Regions from separate parts of the Mus musculus genome. Here region 1 is linked to region 2. The links are chromatin contacts, called in public HiChIP or PLAC-seq maps. All regions are on one chromosome and are shown on one strand. The core of a region is the stretch at or near the end of the contact, and the rest is flanking DNA. Distances in the headings are between cores, read along the strand shown.

The links. HiChIP or PLAC-seq counts read pairs in DNA pulled down with a chosen protein or histone mark.
Region 1: an H3K27ac HiChIP or PLAC-seq map of embryonic stem cells shows a contact between it and region 2, with 6 read pairs. The contact joins two enhancer-like sites. A contact is called at or near these places in 2 of 115 datasets of contacts at active chromatin or transcription factors (both in embryonic stem cells) and 2 of 9 other capture datasets (liver and macrophages).

The regions. Positions count from the first base shown.
Region 1 is chr14:76,491,531-76,496,847 of GRCm38.p6, forward strand. The region is part of intron 1 of Tsc22d1 (TSC22 domain family, member 1); the gene reads left to right. Among named protein-coding and RNA genes, the nearest start is that of 4930444M15Rik, 27 kb to the right of the region's middle. Within about 2 kb of position 3,706, at least 25 of the 459 cell types and tissues checked have an H3K27ac peak or open chromatin away from gene starts, as enhancers often do. A contact at or near this core is called in embryonic stem cells, where this site is marked.
Region 2 is chr14:76,078,055-76,083,276 of GRCm38.p6, forward strand. No RefSeq gene overlaps it. Among named protein-coding and RNA genes, the nearest start is that of Gpalpp1, 30 kb to the right of the region's middle. Within about 2 kb of position 3,622, at least 19 of the 459 cell types and tissues checked have an H3K27ac peak or open chromatin away from gene starts, as enhancers often do. A contact at or near this core is called in embryonic stem cells, where this site is marked.

The DNA of each region.
Region 1 (5,317 bases), core at 2,456-4,955, 410 kb after region 2:
CAAAGTCGCAGTTGAGACACAGTACGTTGAGATTAAATGGAGAGGTTACTTCGGCTTATCTCCCAAGGCCATGTAGGACTGTGCTGTTAGGAGAACATGAGTAACTTCTTCTGTCATTTTCCCACTGAGAAGTGAGAGGATCAGAAGTGATGGGTACAGTGACTTCTGTCATCCTCCATGAGAAGCGAGAGGATCAGATGTGATGGGCACAGTGACTGAAGTAAAAAGACGTCACTGGTGTCCTTGGAAAATAAAAGCAAACCCTAGAATTTTTTTCTTATTTTGCCATAAATAGACATTAAAAGTTTTCCAAGTCTATCCAATAATATAAATAATCATCTAGAAGTGCCAGTGGGCCTGTTTCTTGGGTCTGTAAGATAGATATGACTATGATAGGTGGTGTTTCAGTAAGATTGAAAGCTTGGTGGGACGTGTGGCTGCCTTCTTCAGGTAACCTTGGTTTCACTGGTGAATTCTCTGGCTGTTTTCTTATCTGTCTCACCTGTAGCTGAAGGCTCTGGAAGCCAGGGGGCCTGAAACTACTCAGCCACCTTAGCCTGGAAGAAATCGTGATCTGCCAAATTCTGGTCTTTATGGAGAAAATTATTTCTCTGATTATGGAAGAGGGCTATTTCTGATTGATTTCTTATTCACTGCCATCTACATGTCAGTCACCTTAACAGTCTTTCCAGTTGTTCTGTTTTTCAGTCATTGTCCCAAATGACAATGCAGCACTTGCTTACAACAGTCTCCACCCCGCCCCCACCCCCACCCCCGTGTCTGTCTGTCTGTCTCTCTCGGGGTGGGGGGTGGGGGGTGTATAGACCACTGACAATGCACATGGCAAGGGTTCCCTTCTGCCTCCTCCAGGGGAGATGGCTGATCTCTCCCTAGCTTCTTCATACTTTTTTCCTTTGCATTCGCTGTTTGATAGTAAAACAGGGAGACTAGCCATCTTTGGGACATTGAATCATACTTTTTTGATATAGAAGCGCTAAGATTTGGAGAAGCATGAAATGTGAAATGCTGGCCTTGTGAGACACAGCTGTGGACTGAGGTAGCTCCTGGTGGCTTGGTACAGCTGCTGCTGGCACTGTCGGGTTTCTTGTGACCGAAATCTACACCAGATGAGAAACATCCATGGTCCATGCTGTCTTGATAGACCAGAGTCAGCATCTGTAGCTGTAGAAACTCAGATTATTTTATGATCCTTAACCTTTGCCTGGTTCTCTTCTTTGACGATGTCAGCTCATCTGAGTAACTGCTCTCTCGTGTCCTCCCTCCTTCTCTCCCTCGTTCTGTTCTTGTCTGAGATACGTCCTCAGTTTCTCTTTAGTTCTGTCAATGTTCACAGTGCCACTTTGAAGGCCAGCTCCTCCTCCATGCAGACCCCTCTTGTCCTGCCATGTTGAATCTGTGCAGACGTTTGAGACGTGAAGCGTCCCACACTGCATCGTTTCCCTGGCAGTGACCGCTGCTTACACTAGAGGCTCATGGGCTGCTGAAGGCGTGAGTGGGTGTCTGTGCTCCAGGCTTGGCTCATCTGGATGTTGGACTTCTCGGAGCATGTGTGTTCTAAACATTGGGCTCACTGATGGCTTTCAACTGTCTTCCAGTTCACCTTACGGCTTGTTTAGTCTTTGATTTGATGGCACCCCCCTCATCTTTGAAAATTGACGGAATTGATATCTTTACCATGTTTCTTCTGTCTTTATGTGGCTAAAACTGCATTCTTTTTGTCTTTAGTAGTATGTAGGTGGAAACCAATGTATGTGTTGAGTCTTCCTCACTTGGTCAGAAGTAATTTTTAACAGCTACTTAAACATGTGAACTCCTGATAAGAATCACAGGGCTTCATGGAATTATCTAAACCAAGAATCAACCAAGAAGTTCCCTCATGTGTCTACTGCATAAACTGAGACAACCAGTTCTATGGTTGGGAAACATTAATTATTTGTACTTCTGGGCAGGAAAATGTTTCTCAGAAGGTAAGACGTATCCCAATGATTGTTGAAGAAGCTAGCCTAGGCTGTGGGGAGGGCTGTAGTACCCATTGCTGTCACATCCACACTGGAGTTCTTAGGGACACTGTGATGTCAGCCGCACATCCCTCTCCTCTACGAGAAGGTCGTCCTGGGAATATGCAGCTCAAGGAGCAAGAGAAGCAGTGGTTCCATGCATTGGTTGCTGCGGATTTTCATGCTGCTGCTTCATTTGCCATGGCTTTGTCATGGGCTCCCTGAGTGTCTGAGGTGTCCGTCCTTAGCTCTTCTGTGTGAAAGCTCTTCTGTGGTGGACTCACTCCATTCCAGGACCGCCCCAAACTCGCTTCTCAAGGAGTTCTTTCCTGAAGATTAACTCCATATTAACTCTGACCTCACTCCTCGGCTCCAGGCTTTGTCCCCTCCGTGCTTACACTGTGTGTGTCTCTCTCTCATGCACACGCACACACACCCATACACATACACCCATACACACCTATACACACACACACACATATATATACATACATATATATATATACACACACATGCACGCACACACATACACACACATATGCACATACACAGACACGCATGCACACATGTACACACATGCACACACATATATATGTACACACACACTTGTATCAGGCTTACTTTTCAGTGTGAGGCCTGTCAGCACAGGATCCTGCCTGTTTTGTTCCTATTGAGTTGTGAGGAGTCTCGCCCCTCTTCCCCACAGAGGAGAACCATCAGGAGCCTGGACCCCGAGCTGGGCTTGACTCTAGTGCTTCCTTGTCTTCTCAGCAGGTTGTGCCAGCTAGCCCTCAGGAGGCGAGAACAGAGGCCAGAGGCTCACTGTGCTCTCTGTAGCCACTGGTTGTGACAGTGTGTGTCTGACCAGGCTGACCGGCTACTCTTTAGTGGGCTCGCACAGGACACATTTGGTGGCTTCCTGAGGAACATTTGGGCCACTTGGCATTGTTATTTGAGTTGTCCCTTTCTTCCTTGTCGTCCTCTGTGAGGTCATCTCTGTCACTTTGGTCATTCAAGAGACTACTGTTGTATGCTAGGATCTAGAAAACATAGCTTACACCACGCCACCTTCTGTTGTGTCCACCAGACCCATAGAAAGCTCACGTCTCTGCCTAATGGCCGCCCTTGATGACCTGTGCCCCCGCTCCACTTCTCTTTCCCATGCACAGCCCTGAGGTGGTTACAGCCAGTCCTATGGATAGTTTTGCCATCTCTCAACTATAAACATTTCTCTTAGGCCCACTCTCTCCTGAGTTCCAGACCATATTTCCCCCTGGCTGCTGGGTCCAACCAGTCACCATCCTTTTTCCCCAAACCAACTATCTCTCTCACCAGCCAGCCGTAGAATCTGATTGGTTAATGACCGTCACCTTCCGCACATTCCTACCTGGAAAGCTGAGAATCACCTACCTGCTGAACTTGCCTCTGGTCATCACCTCTCTCTCCCTCCCGCGTGGTCTCCCTCTGCCATTCCTACAGGAATCTTGTACATTGGCAGTGACCTTCCTAAATAAAACACACACCCCATTTGACCCCCAGCTACCAGGAATCCCAGTCTCCCTGGAGCCTGCCCGGCCCCAGCCTGTTTTAACCTGTTCCCCATTGCTACTTCTCTGCAACCCCTCCACAAGCTCCACCTCCGACTGCCGCCAGTCAGTTCCAGATTGACATCAAGCCCTGGTGTAGCTGCCTCGTGACCCAGGCATTTGTCTGGTCATTTCCTTCTCTCAGGTGTTCCCCACCCCCATCCCCCCTTGTACCATGTAAATGCCTTGTTTTTCAAGGCCCAGAGGGCATCTTGAGCTCTCAGACCCACCCCCTCCACTTCTTTCTCTGAACGTCATCCTGTGTGTGTATATCCTGTTACATCAGATAGCATACCCTCCTCCTCTGTCTTCCCCTTCACCTGTCCCCAGTCCCTCTGACTCATTTGTCTTTGTAACTTTAGTTCCTGGCCTTTCACAGTTTTTGTTGAATAAGGATGGATAAATGAATGGGAGAGGAGTGCCCAAAGAGAATTTCGAAAATTTTAGCTTGTATCCTTCTGGCCAAAATGTATTATATTAGTCCTTTAAAAAATGTTATCAGTTTTTATTTTTAAAATGTGTGTGTGTGTGTAAGAGAGAGAGAGAGAGAGAGAGAGAGGGAGAGAGAGAGAGAGAGAGACAGAGACAGAGAGAGGAAAGGTACATGTGTGAAAGTCAGAAAGAGACCCACATCTCCCTCTTCATTGGCCTGGGCCCACTCCATTGTTACTTCTCTTTGCCCTCTTGCCCCCTTTCCCTTACTGAGTTGTAACTAGTGAGAATATAACAAGGTTAGCATCACACATAGACGTTGTGTGAGGAGATTAGAGATTAGAGGGTACTGCCTGCTGTGAGCCAGGATCCACAGGAGTACTTGGGTACCACTTGCCACCAGACACACTGCTAATGCCACACAGCCTGCCTTATTTACAAAGTATCGTTCCCTTCCCGCCTCTTGAACTCCCCTGGCCTTTCTCACAGCTCCTGGGGGCTCTCGGAAGGAGGCCCAGGAGGTCACCATTGAACACCTTTCACGGCCATCTCTGCACTGTAATGTGCCAGCCTGGAGCTGCAGTGAGCCTGACTGAGGAGCTAGCTGCCTCGGACATCCCTGGTCAGTCTGCTCTGCATCCTAGCAGAGGGCTGGGAGGGTTGGTCTCCACTGCAGACCAGACCTACACACCCTGCTGCACCAGACTGTAGGCTCTGTGCCACTTTTGGGCAATATACTGATAAGCTGTTTCTGTGCCCATCCTCCAGTTGTGTAGGTAAATTCCGGACACGTATCTTAAGGCGTATCAAAACAAAATTGTCCACAAAGCTTGTTTCCTCTTTAAAATTCTGACTAATTCGTAGTGAAGAGGAAGCCCCCCCACCCCCCCGGGCAGAGCTCCACCACCAGTGTCCAGAGAGGCCATCATAGGGAGTGAGTCAGAGCAGAAGAGCTCACACTGCAGTGAGCTCTCTCACCTGAGTCCGAGCTGTACTAGGCGCTCAGTGGCTGTGGACCACCCTCCAGCTTATCTTTACCTTTGTAAAGAGAACTCTTTCGTTAGTTAAGTTTGTCTACTTTAAGGTCACCGAGACTGACTGATTCTGTGTACATAGAAGAAATGGGCCGATCTGGTCCTCCTGCCTCGTCTCTACTGCTACCTCAGGAATTTCTCGTGAAATGTTAGGCTGCAGTGACTATTTTTAAGGTGTAAGGAGCTCAAATCATGTATTTCCATGGCTGCAGAAAAGTGAAGAGGGAATACTGGTCACTTTTGGTAG
Region 2 (5,222 bases), core at 2,372-4,871:
TTAAACCCAGTTTTGAAATGCCCTTGGGGTCTGCTTCTATAGGCATTGTTACTGCCAAGCAGGCCCTGGGCGTGCAGCTCCAAGACCTTGGGAGGCTAGACTGGGAGGTGTGTGCAGGTGGAGCTCACTGCCGGACACGGATCTGCCATGATTTCCAAGGACTCCTTCAGGAACCTGGTCTTCATCTGAGCCCTCTGATTAAGGAGAGGGTGTGATGAGGCAGGGCAGGTTTTGAGGTTCTGATGTGGTCTTCTAACAGAAGGAGCCAGAGGGGAGGGAAAACTGAGGCCCAGGTGTATCCTTAGGAATTCCCAGACTGAGAGCGGGAGTGGTCGGTCTTCTCAGTGACTGACAGAAAGATGCAAAGCTCAGAGTTAATGGCTCAGTTTCCTAAGAAGCAGAGGAGGTCAGCTGACAGGGAGTGAAACCAATGACCACTCAGCGGGATGCAGACTTAGGGTAAAGGGGGCTCCAGACACACTCTTGCCCTCCTCAGCTTTGGGCTCACATCCGTTCTGCAGCCTCTGACCCAAACCAGAGTTCTCCAACAGCCTTCTCTCATTTAACTTTGGCATCCTGCTCCTTGCTACAGAAAGCATCGTCCTATGGACACAAAGCTAGAAAAGAGGGAGGCAAACCGAGAGAACGGGAGCTTCAAGAATCGACTAATGTTCCAAGCACACTGTAGCGAGCTGAGCAAGGCTGATTTAGCCTCCAGAAATTTAGCCTCACTGAAATGGTTAATGACAGCCATTTTAGTGGACGGACCAGGGGTACACATGGAAGCAGGTTTGGTTTTAACATTATAAAACTACATGTTCACAAGTCTTTATCAACTAACTTTTTAGGGATTTCTTTTGTGAGGGATTTGTATGTGTGTGTTTATGCATGTTCACGTTTGTGGATACAGGTAGATGCACACGTGTGTGCATGTGTGTTTGTGTGTAATGTGTATGCAAGTTATGCATGCTCACATGAAGGTGGATACAGGTGGATGTGTGTGTGCATGTACACGTGTGTTCCTTAATTATAGTCTACCTTGTATATTGAGGCAAGATCTTTCACTTGAATGGAGAGTTCACTGATTTATCTAGTCTAGGTAGCTGGATGGCTTCAGGGTGCTGCCTCTAGAGTGCTGGGGTTACAACTGGATCACCTATGTGCACCCAGGGTTCATGTAGGTGCTAGGACCTGAACCGGGTGCACATGGTGGCCCATCTGTAACCCCAGCACTTTAGGGGCAGAGATGGGATCCCAGAAGCAAGCTGGTGTGTCTTGGAATCCACTCAAACTGCTTGTGTAATGAGGTCTGTGCTAACGCAATGACTGGCTGCATCTGTGTATGCTCGTCTAACCTCCACAGTTACCTGCAGAGCAGAGCAGCACAGCTAACGTTGGGAGCCATTTTTATATTGCTACTGTGCTGGGCTAGAGGCAACACTGCTCTTCATTCTACTGCTCCCTTTGAGCACGAGGTATTTATCCTCTTGAGAGTGTGCACATTTATAAATACACACATGTATGTATATATGCACACACACACACATGTGGGGGAGGTTGTTGAGACAGGGTTTCTCTGTGTCACCCTGGCTGTTCTGGAACTCACTCTGTAGACCAGGCTGGCTTTGAACTCAGAGATCTACCTGCCTCTGCCTCCTGAGTAATTAAGATTAACAGAGTGTGCTACAACTGCATGGCTATTTTTTCAATATGATGCTTACTAGATTTTTTTCACACATATTGAAAATTAAGTAGTGTGTGGGGGCTGCCTGTGCCACTGTGCATATGGAGGTCAGATGACAAACTTTGGAGTTGTTCTTCTCCCATCTTATGGATTCTGGGTATCAAATTGAGTCCTTTAGGACTTGGGCAGCAGGTGCCTTTTACCTGCCTAGTCAGAGTCATTTTGATGGCCAGAGAGCAGACTTTTTTTTTTTTTGGACATGGAATTTTCTGTGAGTACCCCCCCCAAATTTCCCCTTAATTATAGAGGAAAGTCTTAGAATATCAAACCACCCTTGGTGTCTGGGTTGTTTGCAGCCGGAGCAAGCTGGGAAAGTGTCTTTGGTCAACTTGCAGTCCTTTGCTCGATATATATATATATATATATATATATATATATATATATATATATATACACACACACACACATATATACATATATATATATATATGTTTGTTTTTCTTTGTTTTATCCCTGGCAGAAATGGGGGCGGGGGCGGGGGGGGGCAGCCTAATGGTCAGCGCATCCTGGAGGAAGGGCCCTTTCCTTTATCATCATTCCAAGATCTTCCAACAAGAACTCAAAGGCCACAGATTGTTTTTACATTTTCTAAACTAACTGCAAGCATTTCTCCATCAGAGTCCTGCAACTAAATTGAAGGCACGGTGTTGGTGCCAAGAGAGGACCACTGGTGGGAAGCTGATAGGAACAGGAAGGACGGCAGGGCAGTGTCTGCCCAGGGAGCAGAGTAGACAAGGCTCCAACAGAAGCACCTCTCTGTGGCTGCCTTTCTAGGAGCAGGACTATTATTTTGAGACAGGGCCTTGCTATGCCACCCTGGTTTGACTTGGAATGAATGATGCACATCAGACTACTTTTAAACATGGGGTGGTCCTCCTGCCTCAGATTTCTGAGTGTTAGAGTCACAGGTGTGTGCCATCACTCTGGGATCCAAACTGTATTTAATCTGCATTTCTCTTTATGAGTAAGTTTGTTTCTTCTAGTATTTCTCAGAATTCTTCTGTTTCTATGACTATTGCATTTATATTCTTTGCCCAGTTACCTACTGGACAGCTAGTTTTGTTCTGGTTGAATTTTTTCTAAATGGTATTTTATCATTTTATTCAAATTCAAAGGGAATTGAGCTTTTTGCTGTGTTACGATTAGTAGGTATTCACTAATCTCTCAACTATGTTTTTGTGTTGAGTTTTCTCATTAATGGAGACCAGTTTATCAGGTTTTATTTTAGGAGTTCTGAATACTATGCCTGTTTAGAAAATCCCTGTAACTCCATGACAATAACAAAACTACCTCATGTTATAAAAGTATATCTACATAGTTTTGTTTGTTTGTTTGGTTGGTTTGGTTTGGTTTGGTTTTTGAGACAGGGTTTCTCTGTATAGCATTGGCTGTCCTGGAACTTTGTAGACCAGGCTGGCCTGGAACTCAGAAATCCGCCTGCCTCTGCCTCCCAAGTGCTGGGTTTAAAGGCGTGCGCCACCACCGCCCAGCTATATCTACATAGTTCTTCTAGAACTTTTTTTTTAACCTTAAGACTATCTAATCTACCTGGTATTTTTTTCTATATACTTTGCAAAACAGAAACCAACCCATTTCCCACATGTCTATCCAGTAGTGTTGAAAAGGTCAGCTCAGGAATTTTGGGAAGGTCATGAAACACTCGCCCCTCCGGAAGGGAGAGGCTAATTAACATTCCTCAGACCACAGGGTGGGAACTGACCTGCGGGTGGGGACACTTTCTGTCCACCTTCAGACAAGGACTTCCCTTGTTACCTCATTCCCTAAAGACCAATCAGTTTAAAGGGTGCACTGTTCCACCAATCATATTGTGCCTAGTTGCTGATGCGCTAGTCTGCCCCTGGAAACCATATAAAAACTCCGAACAGGCGCCAGGGGTCGCTGCTTCTCCTTTGGGTCTGGGCCAACTCCAGTGCGCTAGCGGGAACAATAAATTCCTCTTTCTTTTTTGCATGGATCCCGGCTCCACATGGTTCACTGGGGTCCCTGGTAAGCTAAGGCTCCCCGGAGTCTTACAGTGTCAACACCCATGATTGAGTGGCTGACGACTTTCACAGATTTGAAATGCTGTTCTCCTATTTGCATCTGCTTAGGAACTTCCCATTATTGCTGAGCTTTAATTTTGTCTTGACCTCATCCTTGAAGGACGTTCGCTTTTGCTGTCATTTTGCTTTTAAATGGGAGGATCTTGAGCATGCGTAGATGCAGAGAGAGAACAGGAACTGAAGGGCAGATGCGGATGAAATGGGATCACAAAGGACGACAGACCTAAGGAGCAAGGCAATATGTGCTCTGAGTTCTTCAAGTCGCCCCCCCCCCCCCCCGATAATGTGAGGTACAATTACTCTTGTGTCATCGCCACAAAATCCCCCACAGCAACAATCTAAAGGAAGAAAGATTTATTTCGACCCGTGGTTTCAAGGCCTCAGTCCTTGGTCAGTCGCTCTGTGCCTTTAGCCCAAGCATCATGGTGCTGCCATGTGACAGCGGCACTTCTCACCTCATGAAGGACAGGAAGCTGAGACGGAAGAATACAGGAAGAGGTCAGGGTCCCATTTAGCAGCCATCTCCCACGGATACCAGTTCAGCGACCTGCTTCCCCAACTAGGTTCTACTTCGTATCTTACACCACCTCCCACTAATGATCTTATTATGACTCAATATGTTAATCTACCCATTAGATCAGAACCCACAGGATCTGCCTGTCTCCTGAAATCCACCCCCAACCCCAAACATATGTAGAGGTGTTTTACTAATCTCCTAGGTGTGCCTCGATCCAGTCAAGTTAACAAGGTTACCGTCTGGGGTCCTGTTTCTTGAGAGTTAGTGACAGTTAATGTTTGCTGGGGAAAGGGGAAACATTTCTTTTAATGGTGTAGCCAATGGGAAGTTGCTTATGTTTCTGCACCTAACTCCTCACCCATGCTCACGGAAGCAACCTTAATTAAATTCACTGGGTCACCAAAAAGAAAGAAACAGTAGAGACTTGTTGAGAGGAAATGGATCAGCAGCAGTACGAGGGATGACTGGGTGAATTTAATCAAACTGCATCAGATACACGGATGACAATGTCAAAATGAAATCTGTCATTGTATATGATTAATGTACGGTAGACTAGTCTCATATAGACTAGTCTCATATGTAGTGTCTCTCCCAGTTTGTTAGTCTCCTGTCGGGCTCTTCCCCGTCTAGCCTGGAATCGCTATTCTTCTTCTGGCTCCCCAACCAGAATCTGTAGATTCTTGCCTTGGATTGGTTGCATCAGCAACAGACATCCTCTGTCATGGCATCTAAGCCATTCTAGGACCACTAACGTAGCTCTCTGCTTGTCTTTGTGCAGTTTTCTCTCTCTGGCCTTCGGTGCTTATCCTGAACCTTGAAGCCCCAGCTTATACTCTCCGCAAGTGCACTCTGATGCTTATCTAGGTAGAATGAAGGTTATCTGGTGTTTGTGGTTAAG